Linked DNA regions of Mus musculus: all the other regions are linked to region 2. A link is a contact called in public HiChIP or PLAC-seq and promoter capture Hi-C data. All regions are on one chromosome and are shown on one strand. The core of a region is the stretch at or near the end of the contact, and the rest is flanking DNA. Distances in the headings are between cores, read along the strand shown.

What was found. Promoter capture Hi-C pulls out the DNA fragments that hold promoters and counts their contacts. HiChIP or PLAC-seq counts read pairs in DNA pulled down with a chosen protein or histone mark.
Region 1: a contact with region 2 is called in a FOXA1 HiChIP or PLAC-seq map of pancreatic cancer cells. The contact joins the enhancer-like site here to the promoter of Tmub2 in region 2. A contact is called at or near these places in 2 of 39 promoter capture datasets (embryonic stem cells and second pharyngeal arch cranial neural crest), 1 of 15 datasets of contacts at CTCF or cohesin (the NIH/3T3 cell line), 3 of 484 Hi-C or Micro-C datasets (all in embryonic stem cells), 7 of 115 datasets of contacts at active chromatin or transcription factors (the HPC-7 cell line, acute myeloid leukemia, bone marrow-derived macrophages and 3 more) and 1 of 9 other capture datasets (pancreatic islet).
Region 3: a promoter capture Hi-C map of embryonic stem cells shows a contact between it and region 2, with 2.2 times the contacts expected there. The contact joins the promoter of 2810433D01Rik here to the promoter of Tmub2 in region 2. A contact is called at or near these places in 4 of 39 promoter capture datasets (the HPC-7 cell line, embryonic stem cells and stem cell-derived epiblast-like cells), 3 of 115 datasets of contacts at active chromatin or transcription factors (bone marrow-derived macrophages, craniofacial prominence and pancreatic cancer cells) and 2 of 9 other capture datasets (embryonic stem cells and liver).

What each region holds. Positions count from the first base shown.
Region 1 is chr11:102,580,844-102,584,858 of GRCm38.p6, forward strand. No RefSeq gene overlaps it. Among named protein-coding and RNA genes, the nearest start is that of Gm11627, 3.7 kb to the left of the region's middle. Within about 2 kb of position 1,603, at least 57 of the 459 cell types and tissues checked have an H3K27ac peak or open chromatin away from gene starts, as enhancers often do. A contact at or near this core is called in the NIH/3T3 cell line, embryonic stem cells and pancreatic cancer cells, where this site is marked.
Region 2 is chr11:102,283,586-102,287,535 of GRCm38.p6, forward strand. Tmub2 (transmembrane and ubiquitin-like domain containing 2) reads left to right here and starts at 1,366. Exons shown (of 4, transcript NM_028076.4): 1 at 1,366-1,503; 2 at 2,079-2,133; 3 at 3,723-3,950. The coding sequence starts at 2,099.
Region 3 is chr11:102,622,472-102,626,847 of GRCm38.p6, forward strand. 2810433D01Rik (RIKEN cDNA 2810433D01 gene) reads right to left here and starts at 1,945. Exons shown (of 4, transcript NR_033474.1): 1 at 1,807-1,945.

The DNA of each region.
Region 1 (4,015 bases), core at 353-2,852, 300 kb after region 2:
AGTGCCTGCCTAGCATTCACAAAGTCCCAAGTCTGATCTCCAGCACCACATATAACCAGGAATGGTGGAGCTTTGTGAGTTCAAAGCCTACCTGGTCTGTTGGACCTTCGGAGGTCCTGATACCAACATGGTCTACATAATGAGTTTCAGGCCAGCCTGGTCTATGTAGAGAAACCCAGTCTGGAAAGAAAATACTACAAAACAAGCTTCTACTACTTATGCTGTTCCCAGTGGTGGCCTCAGAGCTCCCATCCTGCAGACTAGAGAAACAGAGCCCAGCAGTGAACCAGCCCCGAAGAACAGACCCAGTTCAAGGGCTCGGGGAGAGTTGGATAAAAATCACTGGAGAGGTTGTTTATTTTCCTATGAGATGTCCACTGGTTCACTCAAGCAGGGCTGCTTTTCCTTCCTCCATTTTGGTGCTCTTTGGTCCGTCTCCTCATCACCATATGTCACTCTGTCTGGGCCCCTCAGCCAGGTGGAAGATGCGGACTTGCAGTCCACCAGATACCCAGGGATTCTTCGTCTCAGAGTGTCTTTGGCCAAGGGGCTCTGGCATCTGGCCAGTGCCTTTCTCCCTGCTAGACTGGCTCCCCACAGGCCCCTAATCCATCTCACGCAGCAGGAAGCCCTTAAGCTCCCTTTTCAATGCCCTTCCCCAGCCTGCTGTGGGCTCTGAGCCTTTCTATACCACCCTTGGCAGGAGCTATGTTATACAAGCTGGACAGAACTGCCCTTGGAAAGAGGTCATCTTGCCCCAAGCGGCTTCCTGCTCCTGGCTGGCTGGCTGGCTGCTTCTCTGCTGTAGCCTGGTCCTTTCCCCAGGGTCACCCTTCTAGTACGTTGCCTGGGCATCTCATGGCGCAGATAGCCCTGGCTAAATCACCATCAAAGTTCCACACGGTTCAGGTGGGGTAGAGAGGACGCTACAGAGACGGTGGGCAGGACACTGGGGTCTGCCACAAGTGTGGCAGGCAGAAGTGGCCTCTGGCTCTGTGCCATCAATCTTTTAAAAAGACCATTCTTCACTTTTCCCGATTCTTTCAGCCTCCACGGGGCATTCTCAGACTGTGATACTGCCCAGATAGCACCAGGCAAGCTTAGCCCTTGGGAGAAAAGAGCCAAGCAGAGGGGAGACAAGAGCTGGGGACACAGGTCCTTTCTTCCTAGGATGTAATACTAATTGCTTGTCAACCCTGGAGACTCGACAGCTTGAATCATTCTACAGTGGGCTTGGTTTCAAATCCCTAATCCTGTGACTCCAGCACACTGACTTGTTAATGGTTTTGATTTTTGGTTTGGAAAATATAAATTCTTTGTTCAAGCTGGCTCACATCTATAATTCCAGGACTTGGGAAAGCCGAGACAGGAGGATTGCCAAAACTTGTGAGTTCCAGGCCGATTGGACCTTAGAGCAAGCCCCAACCTACAAAACGCGCGTGTACTGTCTCTCTGCCCTCGACTGACTTCTGCACCCCCGTTTCTTCAGTGTCTCTCTGTGTGTGGGGTCTTCCCACCTAGGCCCCTTCAGCCTTGCCTGGAAGTCGGCAACCTAGGAGTGGCTGGAGAGAAGTTGGGGATGCTGCCAAGAGGTCGGTTTGTAGTTCAGATTCCTCTCATTCCAGACTCAGCAGGCTTTCTAAGGGAAGGGCTGTGATAGGGAGGAGGACCCTTGGTGCACCAGCTGTGGAGAGAAGAGGGGTGTTCGTTCTCTTTAGCTGACCCCCCCAACCACAAGTAGGACCCTAGGACCTGCGCGCACCAAGTACAGCCCTTGCCCCCTCAGCAGCCTGCACTTTAAGGCCCTCCCGACACGGGAGCCATAGTCAGGGCTAAGTTCTTTGCATTTTCCAGAGTCCCTCACTCTCCTGGGTGTGCTAAGGTGGGCATTTGGGGGCGGGGAGACTGAGCACAGGAGGAATTGCCTGGGAAGTGTGACTGGTTCAGCCCCAGTTTCAAAGAAGCCATAGTCCCCCCCAAATGAAGTTGGCCAAGTTTTGCTTTAACCCAGCAATGGGGTTTGTTATTCTATCCTGCAACTCCTAGGCCAAAGAATTCCTCAAGGGTTATCTGGGGTGACCTTGCCCTGGGGGAAGGCAACCTGAAACCCCACGCCTCCCTTCCCGGCGACTTCAGAGTGTAGAAATCCGTGTACCTGCACCTCTCCCTGGGAAACATCCCCTCTCCAACAGTGTCTTCCTGACCCAGGCAATGGAGGGAAAACAAACATTGCAGGCAAGGGTTGGGTGTCCATCAAATGAAGTGACCACTTTGTCTGACCTTCTCAACCCTTTAAGAAAGAAGATTAATGTCGCCTTTTGTCACTGAGTGACCTATGCCAGGAAGGACCACATTGGCTAGTTTAGGCTCAGTTGAGCTTCAGAAGTCGGAATAGAGAGCCTGGGTGGACTGAGGGACCTGAGAGAGGCGGTGGAGTCTCAGTTGGAGATGGAGTGTAGTGATGCTGACAGGTAAGAAAAAAATTCTTTGGGAGGTGGTGGTGGGGGTGAGATAGGGTTTTTGTTGTTGTTGTTGTTGTTGTTGCTTTGTTTTGTTTTGTTTTGTTTTTCTTCCCAAGGTGAGTTTCTCTGTGTAGCCCTGGCTGTCCCCAAACTCACTTGTGGACCAGGCTGACCTCTAACTCAAGAGATCCACCTGCCTCTGCCTTCTGAGTGTTGGGATCAAAGGTGTGTGTCACCACAACCCAGCACATAGATTGTGTTTAAAGAGGAGTCTTAACTCAGGAAGGGACTTCCATATAGGATCCTGTAGGGTCTGAAAGCTGGGTCTGAAGGAACATTTCTAATTCAGACCAGGGCCAAGGAGAAAAGAGAAAAGTTCAGGGGAAAAGAAATTCAGGAGGCCAATTTCTTGAGATAGCATCTTTTGATTGATTGATTGATTGATTTAAATTCTTTTGTTGTTTGTTTTTCGAGACAGAGTTTCTCTGTGTAGCCCTGGCTGTCCTGGAACTCACTTTGTAGACCAGGGTGGCCTCGAACTCAAAAACCCGCCTGCCTCTGCCTCCTGAGTGCTGGAATTACAGGCGTGCGCCACCACACCTGGCTTGATTGATTTAAATTTAAAAAAACCTATTTCTTCCCTCTGTCTTTCCCTCCAGACACTACAGAGATTCAGTTGAATTTCTAGGGCAGTTGATACCTCCTCCATCCGTGAGGCCTTGAAGGACCACTCGTTATTACTTTGAATGCTTTGTTAAGCAGTCCTCGTTTTTGGATAATTTTATGAACTAAGATTTGGACTGTGCCTTGGGTTGAGCATAGTGGGTGTGCAACTTTAATCCCAGCACTTGGGAGGCAGGGACAGGAAGATCTCTGTTTAGTCAAGAGTTCTAGGCCAGGGGCTAGAGAGTTGGCTCAATGGTTAAGAACGCTGGTTGTTCTCCAAGGGGACTCAGGTTCAATTCCCAGCAACCACCTGGCAGCTCACAACTGTCTTTAACTCCAGTTCCAGGGATCCAATGGCCTCTTTTGGCCTCTATGGGCACTGCATGTATAAAATACACAGACATAGATGTGGGCAAAACACCTCCATACTTAATAAAATAAAATAATCTTAAAAAAAAAAAAGGTTTAGACTACCTCAGAGACCTTCTCTGTCTATCCTATACAGGGAAAGGTGTCTACCCACAGCAAGATGATGAGATGATGGTTGAGTAGAGTTGGGTGTCCCAACTTTAGGGCGTGTTGATGGTGAATCTTGTCTTTTCTACTTTGGAGAATTGAACTCAGGACCTCTGGAAGAACAGTCTGTGCCCTTAACCTCTGAGCCATCTCTCCAGCCCCAGTTTGTGTTTCTTTTATTGGCTGGTTTCATTTATAACCAGGCAAATTCCCCATATACTGAAATTCAGAGTCTGAAGAATCTTGTAACCTCCCCATAAAAATCCCCTAAGTTGTTTAATTTATTTTATTATTATTATTTTATTTTTGTAATGGGAAGGAAAAGCTAGATTTTACCCAGTCCTCGCCAAGTCCCTTTCTCTTTAGCTATG
Region 2 (3,950 bases), core at 116-2,615:
GGACCCCCAGGGTAGAAGGAGAATCAAGTCCCACAAGCTGTCCTCTGACCGCCACGTTTGGGCTGTAGTGCACACATCTACATATACTCAATCAATAAATAAAATGTAATACATTTCTTAAAGTGACCAAGACCATCAAAACACTGGGTTAATCTCATGGTGGTGCCCAGATGGGAAAGATCATCCACTACACTGGTTCTCTGTAAAGTTATTTTTGGTGCTACTTCACAACTGTAATTTTGCTACTCTTATGAATACTAATATAAAATCCGATATGCGACCTCTGAATGAGTCGTTAGACTCAAAGGTTGAGAAAGGCTGCTTGCTCTTCTACATAGTGAATCAACAATCAAACAAAACCAAAAAAAAAAAAAAAAAAAGGAAAAACTAATCCAGGGTGATAGACTTGGAGAGATGGTTCAATGGTTAAGAGCACTTGTTCTTCTTGCCAGAAGACCTGAGTTCTCTCCCCAGCACTCAAGACTGGCGATTTACAACCTCTTGTAACCCTAGCTCATGGAGATCCAATGCCCTCTTCTGGGCTCTGCAAGTACCCACACACGCGGCATACACATAGAAACAAGTAAAAGAAAAAAAATCCTTTCTTAAGAAGGCACTCTATTTGTTTTTTGTTTGTTTGTTTGTTTTTCGAGACAGGGTTTCTCTGTATAGCCCTGGCTGTCCTGGAACTCACTACTTGTAGACCCGGCTGGCCTCGAACTCAGAAATCAGCCTGCCTCTGCCTCCCAAGTGCTGGGATTAAATGCGTGTGCCACCACTGCCCGGCTGAGGGCACTGTATTTGTATCTCTTTAAAATGCCTTCCCGCTTCATTTATTAAAGCTATACGAGGTAGAAATCTTCAAGTACTTAAGACTTTAATTTGTATTCTTGCCCATCTCCTCGAGGAACAACTGTCTTAGAAGTCAAAAATAGCAGACTTTACCGCTCCCAACCTTGGAGCCTGGTGTGCATTGGCGAAGCAGTAATGAATCTCATTAGCTCTGGAGCTAGAGAACCAAACCGGAAGGAAAAACCAGGCGGGAAAGAAGGAAACCTAGCGGCGGGTGGACCAGGAGAGCTTGCCAGGGCAATCGTCTAAGCATGAAACCACGCCCCCCACAAACACCTTCCCCCGCCTCTTCTCTTTTGGCCCCGCCTCCGACCTCCAGGAGGTCCGAGGCCACGCCTAATGGGCGTGGTCTTACTGCCGGAGGTCCGAAATCCCGCCAACAATGACTCCTCCCCTTCTGCCGCGGCGCAACCTGGCCCTTTTATTTAAAGATTACGTTTACGTCAGTCCGCCTTACGTAGCTTTGCGTCATCAGTACAAGGCGGGGAGGCGGGACTTCCTGTCCTGGATGTTAACAGCTTCCGAGAAAAGCCGGAAGAGATCGGACCCTGGACAGAATCCTGAGTTGCCAGCCCCTCCCCTGACCCCTACGGAAAGAGAACTACAAAGACTGTCCTGGCGAAGTCAAAACATTTATCCTGGCTTTGTCAGGTGAGGCTTTCCTTCCCCATCGAGGCACAGTAACCATCCAAACCCCCTTTAATCTCCCATGACTCCTCGCGTCCTCAAGCTCCGCCCCCTCTCCTCTGCCCCGCCCCGAAGTTTGAGGGGTGTGGATGGTTTGTGACCCCCCTACCTCCCGACCCTCGCTTCTTCACCTGACCCTAAACCATCACTGTCCCGGAGAGTCGGGCTTGGGCACTGCGACCGAAACCCGGAAGCTCCTCGGCTCGGGGGTGGGGTGGGGGGTGCTGATGGACTCCACTGCCAAGGGAATAGGACCTTTCAGACGCAGAACCTTCACCCCAGAAAAAAGCACGGTCGGGGACGACTCCCCACAGTGCGGTCAGGATCGTCCACAGGCTGAGGAGAAAGCCGAGGCCTTGGTCAGACAGATGCAGGTCCCCTATCTGGCCCCTGCCCGCGGCAGTTCCTTGTGTCCTCCGCTTCCATCTGTCTTTGCCACAGTTTCCTTTTGTGTACATCACGGTTCCTGACACTAACCTGACCAACAGGGGTTAGTTATGGGAGTGAGACGTAATTGCTATCATTTGTTTATTGAACAGTGTTAATTATTTTTGCTTCGATGATTTCACGTCTTCTTCAAAACAACCTTATGAGGTAGGTAACCATTTTAAACCCCACTTTACTGTTGAGAAAGCTGAGGCTTTGAGAACGTTGCTGGACATTGCATAGCTAGAAGAGGGGCTAGACAGTGACCCAGAATCGCTTCCCTGACTCCAGGGCCAATCTGTGTAAATAAGGCTGTGGAAACGCTTCTGAGAGTGTTGGTGTGTTCTACAAATATTCCTTGAGCAGCTACTGTGACATTGCATTAAGAGCTTCAAACAAAGAGAACTACCCTCGGTTCTTATCTTCCAGGAGTCAATGAAGAAATGGACAGGTTATGAGTGTAATGATGTTTTGTGGGTGCTGTGAGAGTAGTCTGATGATGATAATCACCAGATGGATTTGCCCAGAGACAGCTGTGAACGTAGATTCTCCAAGGAAAAGAGACGGTACTCCGAGGAATATGCAGAGAGCCTCCAATGCTTTCTCAGAAGCCGCAGAGAGGGAAAACCTTCATAGCACAAGACAGATTGAAAGAAGGATAGTGGGAACCGTTGGGAAGTATTTCCAAATAATTTCTACTTGGGCAATGGTTTTCTTGAAGCTGTCTCGTGTAGCCTTAGGCAGCCTTGAACTTGCTAAGTAGTGGAGACTTGTCTTGAACCTTGTATCCTTAGTTCCTTTATTTCCCAAGTTCTGGGATAACCAGGGCATGTAGAACAGCGGTTTTGCAGTTATAAAGCCAAGCCTATGGAGACTAAAGCGTGTAGTGTTTCTGGTGACTGTCCTATGTGGCTCCCCAGAATTTGCCAGAACAGTTTAATAGACAAACATGTCTGCTGATAGTCCCAGTACATTTGTCCATTTGAAGTGATCTGATCCTATCCTTGATAGATCAGAGTATATTTATGTATTTGGCTCTTGACATCTGGGCATGAATGGGTGTGTGGGCATGAATGGGTGTGTGGCCATGAATGAGATGTAATCCAAAGGAAATCTGGCAAGGGTGGCCGCACAATGCCCATTAAAGAGTCTTTCTAATCTGAAGCTACCACTGAGGCTGCTGGGTGCATGCAGATGTGCTTGGTCATGTGTTAGGAATCCTAGAGAAACTCCAAGCTTAAAGAAGCAAAATGTAAGCCGGGCAGTGGTGGCCTTTAGGCCCAATACTCCGATAGGGGCAAGTGATTTTGAAGCCAGCCTGGTCTATAGAGCGGTAGTTCCAAGACAGCTAGGGCTACACAGAGAAACCCTGTCTTGAAGAGAAGCAGCAAATGTTCCTTCTCCATTATTCTCCAAATACAAAAACAAACAAGTGAGCAATCAGCAGCTGGTAACAAGGTTATGAGGCTTTTCTGGTGACCCATGCTTCTTATGAGCACAGAATCTGAAAGCTAGAGTTTCACGGTAAAGGCAGAGGGGCCAAGGGTAAGTCAGTCCTTAGCTTGAGATTGAGGGTCTACTACTGTTAGGAAATTGGCTGGCTGCCCTTCCTACACAACACCAAGCCCCCATCCTTTTTTCCTTTTTTTTTTTTTTCTTTTTTTTTTAACCCCAGCCTGCCTCAGAACCTAAACAAAGTAGAAACCTGACTATAAGCCCTCAGGCCCTCCTAATGCTATCCCCCTTTGTTCCTGCAGCGTGGACCCAGTCAGCAGCCAGGCCATGGAGCTCTCTGATGTCACCCTCATTGAGGGTGTGGGTAACGAGGTGATGGTGGTAGCAGGCGTGGTGGCGCTGACTCTAGCCCTGGTCCTAGCCTGGCTCTCCACCTATGTAGCAGACAGTGGTAACAACCAGCTGCTGGGCACCATTGTGTCAGCAGGTGACACGTCTGTTCTCCACCTGGGCCATGTGGACCAGCTGGT
Region 3 (4,376 bases), core at 695-3,194, 340 kb after region 2:
GCAGAGATCTCACCCCTTTTTCTGAATTCCCTCCCAGGTCCCTCTGGGGACCCTCTACATAGTCCCTGTAGACTGTTCTTGTTGGAGGCTCCTTCACAGTCCTATTTCTTGTAGATCTGAGATGACGGATCTTATGTCCCCAACTCGACTCTTGTCACAATGGAGTCAAAGGAGGGACTCAGGAGAGACTCTTGGCAACTTTCTCATATTCAAGATAATGAGACTGAGACCAAGGTCAGGGAGAGGATGTGTCTTGTCTGAGCTGAAGTCAGGTCCATTTCTGACCTTCAGGGCAGGGGCACCCTCTTCATCCCATAACCTCCTGCCAGTGTCCCTTCCCCTTCCCCATCCCAATCCTTCTCTTCCCACTCTTCCTTCCCTAGCTTCCCTTTAGCATAGAGTGGCAAGGACTTGGGGTAATAATGGGTGTGGTTGTTTGAATGAAAATGGCCTCCACAGATTCACAGGAAGCACAGTATTGGGGGATGTGGCCTTGTTGGAGGAAGTGTGTCATAGGGAGTGAGCTTCGAAGGTTCAGAAGCTCAAGCCAGGCTCACTATCATTCTGTCTTCCTGCTGCCTGCCCACCCAGATGTAGAGCTTTCAGCTCCTTCTCTAGCACCCTGTCTGCCTGTTGCCATTGCCATGCTCCACCATGACAATAATGAACTAAATAAACCTCTGAACCTGTATGCTAGCCCCAATGTAATGTTTTCCTTTGGAAGAGTTGCTGTAGTCAGCCGGGCGTGGTGGCACACGCCATTAATCCCAGCACTTGGGAGGCAGAGGCAGGCAGATTTCTGAGTTCAAGGCCAGCCTGGTCTACAAAGTGAGTTCCAGGACAGCCAGGGCTACACAGAGAAACCCTGTCTCGAAAAAACAAAACAAAACAAAACAAAAAAAGTTGCTGTAGTCATGGTGTCTCTTCATAGCAATAAAACCCTAACTAGGACAGTAGGCAACAGGGAGCCTTCCCTGGTGAGTGTGTACTTGACTCATTTATGGAATGTGTGAGGAACAGGAACATAGACACACTTCTGAGCAGTCTCTCTCTCTCTCTCTCTCTCTCTCTCTCTCTCTCTCTCTCACACACACACACACTCATACCTATACTTTCATTAGTCCCTATGTGGTCCCCCAGTTCCCTAGATGGACCCTCACCATTGTCTACAGCTAGCATAACTTTGGGCGACAGGTACAGGGCGCACGCACAACTTCTTCTGGCCCTGGATCGAGAGGTGGAAAGAAGACAGGTCTATATTATCAATACAGTATACCTGTGTCCCCTTGGGACTCCTGTCCCTGGGTCCCCAAATGCACCTCACTGCTCCCCCTGCATCTTCACACCCCCTTTTTTGGGGTGAGGGAGGGAGTGTCAAACTCAGGCCCTCTGCTCAGTTAGGCAAGCACTTTACTCAACTGCATCCTGGGCCTCTTTCACCTTCTTGATAAGAACCTGTTTGTACAAGTTCCTGCCTGGCCACAGGGTCTGAGAAGACACAGCCGGATCTCTTTATTAAACATAAGGGCAGATGCTTATCTTTCCTCTCAGAACAGGCTGCTACCTCCTTCTGGGCCATGCCAGCCAAGGGCACTGCCTGGTGAGACAAATTAGGTAACACTGTGCAGACCCCTGATACCTACTGCTGAGAGAGCGTTCAGCACTGGAGGAGGGGAGAGGTGCGGGGGGGAGGGGCCGTGATCCGTGAGGATCAGAGGAGTCTCTTAAAGTTCCTTCTCTCTTCCCTTCTCCTTGCTCCCACCCCCAGCCAGCAGCCCCAGCCCCAGCCATCTCAGTGCCCCCTACCTCTGGAAAAGCTGAATTGGGATTCGATCCCCAGCCAGTTGCTGAGTTCCGGAGCAGCTGTCCCAGGCTTGGGGGGAGGGGGTCAGGAATGCTGGGGCTGAGGCCTGGGCCGCCCCAGACAGAGCCGGCTCTGAATTCTGGGAATGTTTGTGCAGCTGGAGCCCATTAGGGGAGGGAGCTGGGCGCTTATTAATCCCAGCCTTGTTCCCCGGGTGGGGCCAGGGCCCCCGCACACGAGTGAAGGGGGAGGGGGCTTTGTTGGGAGAGGTGGGCCCCAGCCCTCAGGCCCCGCGTGGTTGTGTCTCAGATAGGAGACTGGACATCTACACCTCCCATCTCAGAGTACTGATGTCTATAATCATAGAGCCAGGTGTGGGCAAATGTCAGAGGCCTCTGGGGGTAGGGGGGACGGGACGTGACCAGGTCTGACAGAAGAGCTTTTACTGGGAGAGGCAGGGGACATTACTGGTCCTGAGAGGGACTTTGTATATTCCTGGAGCACCCTCTCTTGCCTTTCAAGAGCTCTTTCTGGCTGGCATCCTGGGTAGTGGAGAAAGGGGGTATGGGGTTCATATCTCCACTGTTTGAAATGTGTTCACAAAGCAGCTCAGGAAAGAGACTGGAGGCAGGGTGTCTGCATACAGTCAAGAGGGTGACATCTCGCAAGAGCTCCAGGAACTGCTATCTACCGGGGCTCCAGCTGGAGGAGTACATTCGAGGATTGTGCAGTGTATGATCTGCTTGGCCATACATAGCACTCTTGGGTGTAGGCTGGGATAACAGGGGCCTGGGTTTGATTCTAAATTGGTAAGCTGTAAGTCAAAAAAATCCAGGCAAGGGTTCCATCTCTACTGGTTAGCTGTGAGACCACGTGTCTCTGATTCTCCCTTCCCCATATGCTAATTGGAATAGTCTGTCCTATGCATCTCGCTGTTTGGCTGGATTGCCAGGGCATGCTAGATAAGTCCTCCACCCCTGGCTTTATCCCCAGCCACGCTAAGCTTCTCGTTCATGCTTGTCGCCCGTTTATGCATCCATGCATGGAGCCATCTGTCAAGCTTAAATGACTGCACGCCAGTCTCTGGTCGCTGAGGACGCTGGGCATTAGGCAGCTCGTACGTGTTGGGTGTGGGCTGGGTCAGTTGCACACACAAATGAAGTATCAATGGGAAATGTGCTTGAGCCTGGTGCTAGGGAGTGTGCAGGGGGAGGCGTGCGTACATCAGCAGTCTCGGGACGATGCTTGGGAAGGCAGCAATGCAGGTCTTATGGGGCAGAGCTGAGGTCCCATTGTAGTTATGGCACCCAGTCAGCTCTGTCACATCTCCAGTGAGGGAGAACTGCAGGTGGTTTGTTAGTTCAGTTCAATTGCACTCCATGTATATGAGTCTTTGCAGGTTAGAAACTCATGCAAGTGTGTGTGTGTGTGTTTGTGTGTGTGTGTGTGTGTATGCACACCCATGTGTCTGCATGTTCTCTGTCTCCACTGGGAAGCCAGGAATGGGTAGAGGGCTGGCTGGGTCAGAGGCTATGATGTCTTTCTCTTCACATTAAGTATGTCTAGAAGAGATGGCATTTCTCTTCCAATGAAAAGCTTCTGTCTCCTATACAGATTAGATGATGTCCAAGGCAGGTCTTGGGCTTCCAGAATTATGTAGGCCTACTTTAAATCCCAGTTTTCTTTCTTTCTTTCTTTCTTTCTTTCTTTCTTTCTTTCTTTCTTTCTTTCTTTCTTTCCTTCTTTCTTTCTCTCTTTCTCTCTCTCTCTCTTCCTTCCTTCCTTCCTTCTTCCCTTCCATCCTCCTCCTCTCCCTCCTCCTCCTTCTTCTTTGAATTTTCATGATAGGGGTTCTCTGTGTCGCATCCATGGCTGTCCTGTAACTCTCTCTGTAGACCATGCTGACCTCGAACTCACTGAGATCTGCTTGCCTCCCAAGTGCTGGGATTAAAGGCATGCATTGCCACACCCGGAAACCCAGCTTTCTTTATTTTATTTTATTTATTTATTTATTTATTTTGGTTTTTTCGAGACAGGGTTTCTCTGTATAGCCCTGGCTGTCCTGGAACTCACTTTGTAGACCAGGCTGGCCTCGAACTCAGAAATGGCCTTCCTCTGCCTCCCAAGTGCTGGGATTAAAGGCGTGCGCCACCATGCCTGGCTCCCAGCTTTCTTTAACAAGCAGTTCTTATATTAATCCATTGCCCTTGTGATCTGGGATGCAAGTGTGGAAGACTCTTAGACAAGAAGTACTCAGCTGAGAGGCTGTGGGGAAGAGGACAGGTGGCATTTGGAGGCATAACTGGGGAAACCTCGGACAGAAGTCCCCATTCCTCATTCATCCCCAGGATTCCAATTCTTTCTGTCCCAGTGACAGCCAACCTTGGTGTTCCTGTCCCACTTCATGGAAAATTCTCTGATATTTTGAAGGGACCCTTTGGACACTGGAGACGTTTTGCACTACAAAGTCCCAAAGCAGGAAGGGGAGACAAGCCTCTGCAGCTGTGGCCGTGGTCAAAGTTTTAGGGCTCAGTGAGGAAGAGAGCTCTCTCCATGGCTGCCCAGGGCCCCT